Linked DNA regions of Canis lupus: region 2 is linked to region 1. Evidence: chromatin contacts called from public Hi-C data. All regions are on one chromosome and are shown on one strand. Each heading gives the region's core, a stretch centred on a gene start, on an enhancer-like site or on the middle of the called end of the contact. The rest is flanking DNA. Distances are from core to core; before and after follow the strand shown. Region 1 holds the start of MYC (MYC proto-oncogene, bHLH transcription factor). Region 2 has its middle 750 kb from the start of MYC.

Region 1 (4,404 bases), core at 1,347-3,846:
TTCTCCATAGGGTGATATTCATTGTTAATAAGTGTTGATGGAATGGTTTTCACCCCTGCCTATGCGGTCCAATAGCCGCCTCCCAGCCACTTTTCTTTCCAGCAATTTCTCTTCCTTCCTCTCCTTTGCAGCCAGCCCGAAGGAGTCGGTAAAGGAGGGAGCTGGAAACTCGTTTTAAGGACCCGCCCCATCCTTCGCCCTGCAGGAAACCCTGCGCTCCGGACGCCCCAGCCCCCACCAACCTCCCTCCTTCCTTGGCATCCGGACGCGGCGATCTCGGCTGCCAGTAGAGGGCACACTTACTTTACTTTCGCAAACACCAGAGCGGGTGCAGCCCGGGGAGGGGGCGGGAGGGAAAGACGCTTTGCAGCAAAACCTTGACTAGGGATTGGCCGCTCTCCGCATTTGCGGCAGAGGCCTGGAGGCCGGAGTAATTTGCAGCCCTTAGAGCCGAACTGCGCTGTGCGCTTGATTTGGAGGAAGTTACTACTCATTTAACAATTGAACGCTGAGCTGCAAACTCAACGGGTAATAATTTATCTCAAACACGCTATGCAAGCCCTCGTACCCACCCCTCTCCCCGAATTTTCTTCTGTTTGGGATTGGGGGGTTGGGGGGGGTGCGGAGAGGAAAAGTTTACTTAAAATGCGTTGGGGTGAGGGACCAAGGTTGGGAAGATTGCCTTTGTTTTTAATGCCCCAGTGTAATGCGTAAGAGCAAATCCCGAGGGAATATGCATTCTATATTAAATATAGATTCACGTAGGGAGCGAATAAATCGTACGTCGTGTTGAGCAACATTTTGGGATGATGTGTACAAGAAATGTATATAGATGTACGCGGATTATACATAAGCACTTTCACTATGGTGTTGAGAAAAAAAAAATTAGTGAACTAAGGAATTAGTGCTTGAAATTTGGCCAATGTTTAATGGGTAATAAGACCCCGCCAGGAAAAAAAAAAAAAAAAAAAGGCACGGAAGTCACATTTGGCTCCTCTAGTTTGATCAGAATCGATGCAATTCTTTTTGTGTGCATGATCTGGATTCCAATGATAAAGTGGAAAGAAGACCCGGAGAGGAAGTAAATGTCCCGGTTTACCAGAGAAGGAAAGAGTTAACGGTCTCTTCTTCCCCAGGATCTCTGCAAACTCCCAGGGCCGGGTCCTCAAGCTCGCCTCTTCCTCCCACCCTTCCTGGAGACTCCAGCCCCGAGGCTTGCACCCCCTCCCCAAAATTCTCTCGTCTAGCGCCTCTGATTTCCCCTAAACCTGGGAACCCCAGACTGGTGCAAACCGGCGCCACGGGGCGCAAAGAGGATTTGTGTCTTCTCTGAAACCTGGCTGCGGAATTGGGAACTCCGAGGGAGAGGCGTGGGGGTGGGATGCGGGTGCAGAAAGTGGGCGGGGGAGGGTCCCCTGCCGCGCGCACCAGCCAACGCGCTCCTCCCTAACTCCAGTTCCGGAACACGCAGGAACGATCCCGGGGATTAGCGCGTCTTGGTGGGGTGGGTGGGGTGGGGTGGGGTGGGGGGTGTCGGGTGGGGGGGAGCAGCAGGCTCCCGCTGACCCCTCTGTAGGTCTGCGTGGGAGGGGCGGGAGCGAGGGCGTCTTCGGCTTAGGCAGCAAATTGAGGCATTCATGGGGTGGAAGGTACCCAATCGCAATAGGTCGCGGTACGCAAATAAGGCATAACGCCGCCAACAAATGCAATGCGTGTTTATTCACAACGCGCTCTCCAAGCATACGTGGCAGTGGGTTGCTGAGTTATTTTAATATTCCCGGCATCGGCTTCCTCCTAATGCCTCTTATCATGTATCCCCATCGCCACTAACACCCCGCACACTCAGGGCGCGCGCCCATAAATACCCCCGGCTTCCCTCCCGTCTTCACTGGACTGATTTTTCCAAACGCCGCCCAGAGGTCCCCCAGCCCTGGGGAGGCGCGCCCGCCCGGGCCGTGCGTGGCGCGTGGCGAGTGGGTACACGGCGGGTCCCGCGGTCCAAGGCTCGGCCGTCCCGCCTGCGATGGTGTAAGCACGCAGGGCGAGCGCTGCGCCAGAGGGGCCGCGGGGAGAGGGAGAGGCTTGGAGAGGGAGCAAACAAGAAAATGGTAGGCGCGCGCAGTTAATTCATGCCGCTGCGCTCTGACTGTTTACATGCGCGGGCTCGGCGCGCCCCAGTGCCAAGCAGCGAGGGCCGAGCTCCTCCCCGCACCCCCCTCCCCACTCCGCCCCCGGCCCCGGCCCCGGCCCCGGCCCTCCCTCCGCACCGTCGCCCCTCCTCGGTTCCCAAAGCGGAGGGCGGGCGCGGGGGGCGGGGGGGCGGGGGGGCGGGTGGAGGGGAAGAGAAAAAAGATCCACTCTCGCGAATCCCCGCCCACCGGCCCTTTATAGGCGAGGGTCCGCGGGGCCGAGGACCCCCGAGCCGCGCGTCTCCGAGCTGCAGCCGCCGCGCCCCGGCCGCCGCCTGGCTCCCCGCCGGCCTCGGGAAGGGCAGGGCTATTCAGAGGCTTGGCGGGAAAAAAGAGAACAGAGGGGGAGGGATCGTGCTCAGCAATATAAACGCTGGTTTTCTGGGCTTCTCCGACTCGCTGTAATAATCCCTGCGAGAGACAGAGGGAGCGAGCGGGCGCGTCCGCCCGGGTGGAAGAGCAGAGCGAGCGGAGAGCGAGCCGAGGGGCGCTCCGGGCGCCCCGGGGAAGGGAGACCCGGAGTCACAGGGGGGCCTCTCCGCCGCCGAGCCCCCGCCCGCGGGGCGCGCGACCCCCCGCCGCTCCCACGGAACTTTGCCCGCCGCCGCGGGCGGACACTTGGCTCCCCCCCTCCTCCCCTTTTTGGAACTTACAACCACCCGAGAGCGAGGAGAACGCGACTCTCCGGACGCGCAGAGGCTCTACCCCTTCGCCTATTTGGGAAGACACTTCTCCCCGCCGCCGCCCGCGCCCGGCTGCCCTGAAAGGCGCTCCCCGCCGCATTTTGGACGCTGGATCTCCTCCGGAGAGTGGAAACCCCGGTAAGCACCCGATCTGCCTTTTTCCTTTTTTTTTTATTTTTTTTATTTTTTTTATTATTATTTTTTTTACCCTCCTCCCCTGCCCAGGCTTCATGCCATGCCGCGACGAGTCGAGGTCGACTGCCCCAACCGGGATGTCGTGCCTGCCATTCCTGCGCTATTGACACTCTTCTCCTCTCGGAGTAGTTGGTGGGCGGCTCGGGGTGGGGTGAGGACGAAGCAGAACGGGATGGGGTGGTAGGGTGGCTTGTCAAGAGCGGAGGGGAGGAGGACGACGGGTGCGTTTTTAAAACTCGCCTTTTTTTTTTTTTTTTTTTTTTTTTGCTTATGGATTATTGAGGCTGCCCCCGGACCAGCTGGACATTCCTGCTTTATTGCACTAATTGCTTTTGCTGTGACTGGGGGGGTGGGGGGTGGGTGGGGGTGGCCGTGCTCCGCGGTGGGCAGACAGCCCTGTGCATCCTGAGCTCCTGGGAGTAAGAATTACAAATCGCTTGTGCGAGCCCGAGAGCTCCGCAGCCGCGGACTTTTCCGCGTCTCCGAAAGGGTATTTAAATTTCATCTTTACCGCATTTCTGACAGCCGGAGGCAGACACTGCGGCGCGTCCCGCCCGCCGGTCCCCGCGGCGTTTCCCATTCACCCCCTGCTCCTTTTAAAGAAGTTGGCATTTGGCTTTTTTTTTTTTTTTTTTTCCTAAAGAATCCTAAAATTAGGGATCTTGGGCTTCCGAGGCGCTGGTCGGGACTGGGTGTTGGGGAGGCGCAGGGACCCGGGAAGGGGACGCTGGGCAGGGATGGGTCTGATTCTCCTGGAATCAGGGGCTGGGGCGGGGAAGGGGGGGGACGGGAGCAAATCCCCGCACCCAGCCTTGGCTCCCCCGCCGCCCGCGGTGTCCCCGTGCCCCCCTGAGATGCGGAGTGACGGCAAGGAGCGGGGCTCAGGGCTTTTCCAGAACAGCTGCTACCCTCGGCGGGTGTAGGGAAGACGCCCGGCTCCGGACGCGGAGTCGCAGCAGGGGCCCTGGCGCAGTTGCGTCGCGGGATTGGGTGTTGGAGGGAGGTGCCCCTGGTATTATCCAACACCCCCCTTTTATTTACGGGGGGAAGTGTTACGGCCGGCGGCTGGGCTCGCCCCACCAGCCGGCGAGAGACATCCAGAGGAGCCGGCAGAGGCGGGGAGGGGGGGCGCCGGCGAGGGGAGGGGAGGGGAGGGGAGGGGCGGCGGCGCCCGCGGGGGGAAGGAGCGCGGCGAGGGCGCGAGTGGGAACGGGCGCGGCGCGGAGGGGCCCCGCACGGGAGGGGGCCGAGCGCAGCCGCTCCCGCCGCGGCGCCTCTCGCCTTCTCCTTCAGGTGGCGCAAAACTTTGCGCCTTTGGCTTTGGCGGATCGTGAGCC
Region 2 (4,572 bases), core at 773-3,272, 750 kb after region 1:
AATAATGGACGTAAAGTGTTTATCACAGTACCTGGCAAAAATACATATTTAATGCATAGTCTTTCCTTTCTCATTTCTTTTTTTTCTGTTGAAGTGTCAACAGCTATTTGTTGAAAGCATGAAAGTTTGGAGAAAGTTTCATGTACAGTAAGAAACATTGTGTATACACCCCTAACCAAATGTACCATGTGCCAAGCAACAAACACTTAAGATTTTTTTTTTTTTTTTAGAACAGTACTCACGAGCAGAGGAGAGAGGTAAGGGAGAGGGAGAGAGAATCTTAAGCAGACTCCATGCTCAGTGTGGAGCCTTACGTGAGGCTGGATCTCACAACCCTGAGATCATGACCTGAGCTAAAATCAAGAGTCAGATGCATAACCAACTAAGCTACTCAGGGCCCTAAAACCCTTAAGACTTTTGAAGGAAAGTTATCCATAAATGTGGGTTACTCTATTTAGAAGTCAGAGCAAAAATGTTAATGATAATGACAATGCTAGTGCTGACTTTCACATTTACAGAACACATTTATTTTCAAAGAACTACCCAAGCTTTTTGTAAAAGACAAGGAAAAGTTTGAAGTGAAAATTTATGATATGTTGATTACAAATTTATAAACATAATGAAATAATGTCTAAATGTGGATTCTTCTGGGGTGGGGAGCCATTATTTTAGAGGGCCCTTTGCTTTACTAATTTAACATGAGCCTGGCTCAGAGAGAAGTTCACTGAGAACTTTCCTCAGGCCACCCCAATGCCTAAGACTACTCATCAAATACTACTCTCACATGAGGTTGAGAGATAATTCTTGGCCAAAAAACAATTCTTGCTAAGAAATGTCTTGCTTCCTAAAGTGTGTTATATGACATTCCCTATGATTCACAAAGCTTTTTGTCATTTTCTTCACCTTCCTGTCAAAGGTGTCATGGTACCATCTGTTCCCCCAAACACAATGCTGACCATAGGAGTGAATTAATAGCACAGAATACAGACTTGGATCAATTACTTTAGGTTTGTCACACCCATTTCCAAGTTTTATAACAATCTTTCCTTGATTGTACAATCTAAGTTGAAAAACTCTGATTCTAGAATTTCATTGTAGCTCTATTCCAAAATACTTATGATGTATTTACGTACATTACTCATTACTATTGTTTTTCCAAAGCCCCACTTTCCCTATTAACCCTCCTCAGAGCATCAGCTTGTAGATTTTACAAACTATAATGTGACAGAGGTATATTATGCCTATTGATGTGATGTTAGCAGAAACCACGTAGAGACCATATTCTCTAATAATAAGATTTTTTTGCTTTCTAATTTTTATCTCCTTTAAAGAAATCATACTTTTTACATAAGCATTTAATTATATTTCATATACTTTAATATAAATTTGATTTTAAGATTTTCAACACTATTCCTCCCTAGGAAAAGGATGGAATTTCCCAGAAAAATCTGAAAAAATTTGTTCCATTACTATCTTGGGTAATTTCCCGTTATTGGCCATTAAATATGAAGAAAATATAAACTAAATTTCAGTGTGTCTTTAAATTTAGTGCAACAAAGAAAAAGAAAAGATATGAGATGTATTCTAAATTCAAACTGAGCTTTACTATCGATCATTTTAAAAAATATTATTTAGTGCTTTTTTTTCTTCTCCATTAAGTTCAAATTTCAAAAGTCCCAGTTATGTGAAAGTGGTAAGAGAGGGTAAAGAAAGTACATGGAGATAAAAATAGGTGGTTTCCTCAGGACCCTCTAGGACATACAGCCGACCTCCTTCTTCAGCGGGTAAAGACCTGGACACACAGAAGGCACTTGAAGAGTTAAGGTCAACAATTCTCTTTGCTTAGGGTCTTTACAGTTTTTCTTCTGACTACTTATTTTTTCATCTATAGAGTATCTTACCAGTCATTTAACCGTTATCATATTCAGATTAGAAAAAAAAAATCTACGTTAGAGGCAACAAAGATGGGAAGGATCTTGATCACTACATTCTCACTTCTCATTCTCTGTGTTTGAACAGGCCTGAAGATGCAATTCAGCAGAACAGTGAGACTGGGGAAAAACCCGCTCTCAATTTAAAACAGTATACAGCTGTAGGCGAAATTAAGCTGAAACGAACAAATAGGGAGTGGCAAAAAATAGTACACACATCATGAAGATTACCTACCGTGTGAATGGGTGTTCTATTCAATTAAACAACATAATTATATTCCATGATATTTTACAGGGGAGCAGGTCCCAACAGGCTAAGATATATTATTAAGGTGTTGATCTACAGTAAGGGCTAGTTAAACAGATATGTCCTTTCTTGAGCACCAGAATCCTGCCTGAATCACTACAGGGTCCAATTGGCTCAGATCTCGCATCTTCAAGTTAGCAAAAGTGATTTCTTAAGTGAGGTCTTCAAAAAGAAAAAAAAAAATTCTTGATAATAGCAACTCATGTCATTTATTAAACACTTTTATGTGGCAAACATTATTCTAAGCTCTTTGTCTATATAATCTTTTTTCATCCTCACCCCAGTTCTGGAAATCTAGAGGTAAGTGTTATCTTTATTTTACAGTTGGAAACCATTGGGAAAAATGAGTCTTGGAGACACTAAGTCATTTGTCTTACTGATTCTAAAGCCAAATTTCCAAAGTTATGCCCATGTCTGCTACAGTCCACACTTAAACACGCACGCAGCCTTTAGTACTCTGATACATTGGCAAGAGAAGGCCTGGGATTAATGTATATTCCTTATCACTAGGGAGTATTAGGGAAGTGCAGCTTTACTTCAGTTTAACTAAAATTTATTGTGCATCTACTCCGTAGTAAATACTGAGTTTTGCACAGGGGGAAAGAGATGGATTACAGAAGATCTTCACTTTGAGGAGATCACATTAACATCTCAAAGATGGATGTGAAAATGGAGAATTTCATTCCAATGTGGAAAATGGAATGAGAGGTGTCTGGGTTTCACCCAGGACTGGCCCTGACCCTTTATCACTATCCCTGGGGCTTCATTCTTGGCCATTTCCATGCTGTAGCATTCCAGCCCTACAGGCTGTTAATCGAGTATCTTTACCAAGTGAGTGAGATATTCAAGGCAAAGAAATGACCAAACCAGAGACTAGTCGGGAGCTCAGCATCTAGGCACATGATGATCTTCCTAGATCTGAGACCCACACCTGACTGACTATTTCCTTCTGTCAGTGGTGACTCTTCATAGAGATTTCTATGCTTCCGTATGTTCAACTTGCTCAATCAATTTCAATCTTCAAGGTCATCTTCATTTATTATTGTCATAGCTGCTTTGATTCCTTTTTAGCTCTTTCACTAATCTATAAAAATAATGAAGGTTTTGTGCTCTCCTTGACTCCACCCCTATTCTGAGAAACACCTGCTACAACAAATATCCTTCCTCTGCAGTGGAAGTAATTTGTAAACTTCCTCTGCTTTTTGCCCAGAGAGGGCAACTTTTACATGAAGCAAGCTTTCTCAATTCCCTTAGAAGCCCCAAGTCGGCCATCAAATGCCTCCCAGGACAGTTGTTCAAATTAAGAATTATCTTCCTGCAGCCTCCTTGAGATCTTGTTAATGTATTGTTTCAGGCCCATTTATTTCTGAAATTTTGGAGCAAGGCTCTGTGTCTCTTGCTTCCTTAGTCTTTGTTAACGTGGGTCACTTGGTTAATTAAAAAAACAAGGCAAGTGTCCTTCATATTTTCTAAGTAAATAAAGTACATGAGATTATTCTTTGCAGCTTCCTTTTTCAAAAAGTGCTTTCTTCAAAGTGTTCCTGAGAGAGATATATGTGTGTCTTATCTCTCATTTGAAATTTTGAGTTTTGACTTGGTGACAATTTGCTACGTGATCCTGGGAAAGAGATTTTAACTCACATGACCTCAGCCTGCCCATTTTTACAACGAGGTTTAGGTGAGGTGCTCTCTAAGTTTTATTTCAGCTGTAACATTTGGTTATTTTATTGTTTGAAATCAAGGATAGTTTCTTGGGAAGTTCTCTGAAAGCACAACCTAACTTGCACCAGTTCGCAGCCAGCATAGACTAGATACAAATAACTACGAATTTATAGGTTTACAATATCTCAGAGTTCAAAGAGACTGTCAAGGTCATGGAGCCCAACCCCCTATGGTGATACCTGAATCCCTTCTACAACATCCCCACCAAGTGGCCAACCCGTCTACAGGTGAACACCTCTACCAGACCTCACCACCTCTTAAATCAACCATTTTTTTCTCTGGGTTATTATAAGATTTTTCTCCAGTTATTTCAAAACATGATCCTCTGCATTTCCCATTAGTAGATCTGAATTTTACCACTTATGACTTCATTCAAAAGTGTAATTCCTTTTTCACATAACATTCCTTTAGATGTTTGAAAATGACAACACAAATATCCTTGTCTCCAAGATAAACAACTAGTTCTTGAAAGCATTTCTGCTACAGCATGGCTCTGAGTATGTTCCTAATTTCAATCACTTTCCTTCTTAATTTGACCCAGACTGTCAATGCCATTCTTACCGGCCTGCAGAACTGATCAAATGTCTGACATAATCTTTGATGACAGAATTT

Evidence for each region. Hi-C and Micro-C count contacts between places; a contact is called where the count stands out from the background.
Region 2: a contact with region 1 is called in a Hi-C map of blood, with 5 times the contacts expected there. The contact joins the enhancer-like site here to the promoter of MYC in region 1. A contact is called at or near these places in 3 of 9 Hi-C or Micro-C datasets (blood and liver).

Annotation. Positions count from the first base shown.
Region 1 is chr13:25,626,481-25,630,884 of UU_Cfam_GSD_1.0, forward strand. It overlaps MYC (MYC proto-oncogene, bHLH transcription factor), which reads left to right and starts at 2,597. Exons shown (of 3, transcript NM_001003246.2): 1 at 2,597-3,010. The coding sequence starts at 2,981. It overlaps LOC111098448 (a long non-coding RNA gene), which reads left to right. Exons shown (of 2, transcript XR_005368305.1): 2 at 132-799.
Region 2 is chr13:26,377,884-26,382,455 of UU_Cfam_GSD_1.0, forward strand. No RefSeq gene overlaps it. Among named protein-coding and RNA genes, the nearest start is that of MYC, 750 kb to the left of the region's middle. Within about 2 kb of position 2,023, at least 1 of the 20 cell types and tissues checked has an H3K27ac peak or open chromatin away from gene starts, as enhancers often do. A contact at or near this core is called in blood, where this site is marked.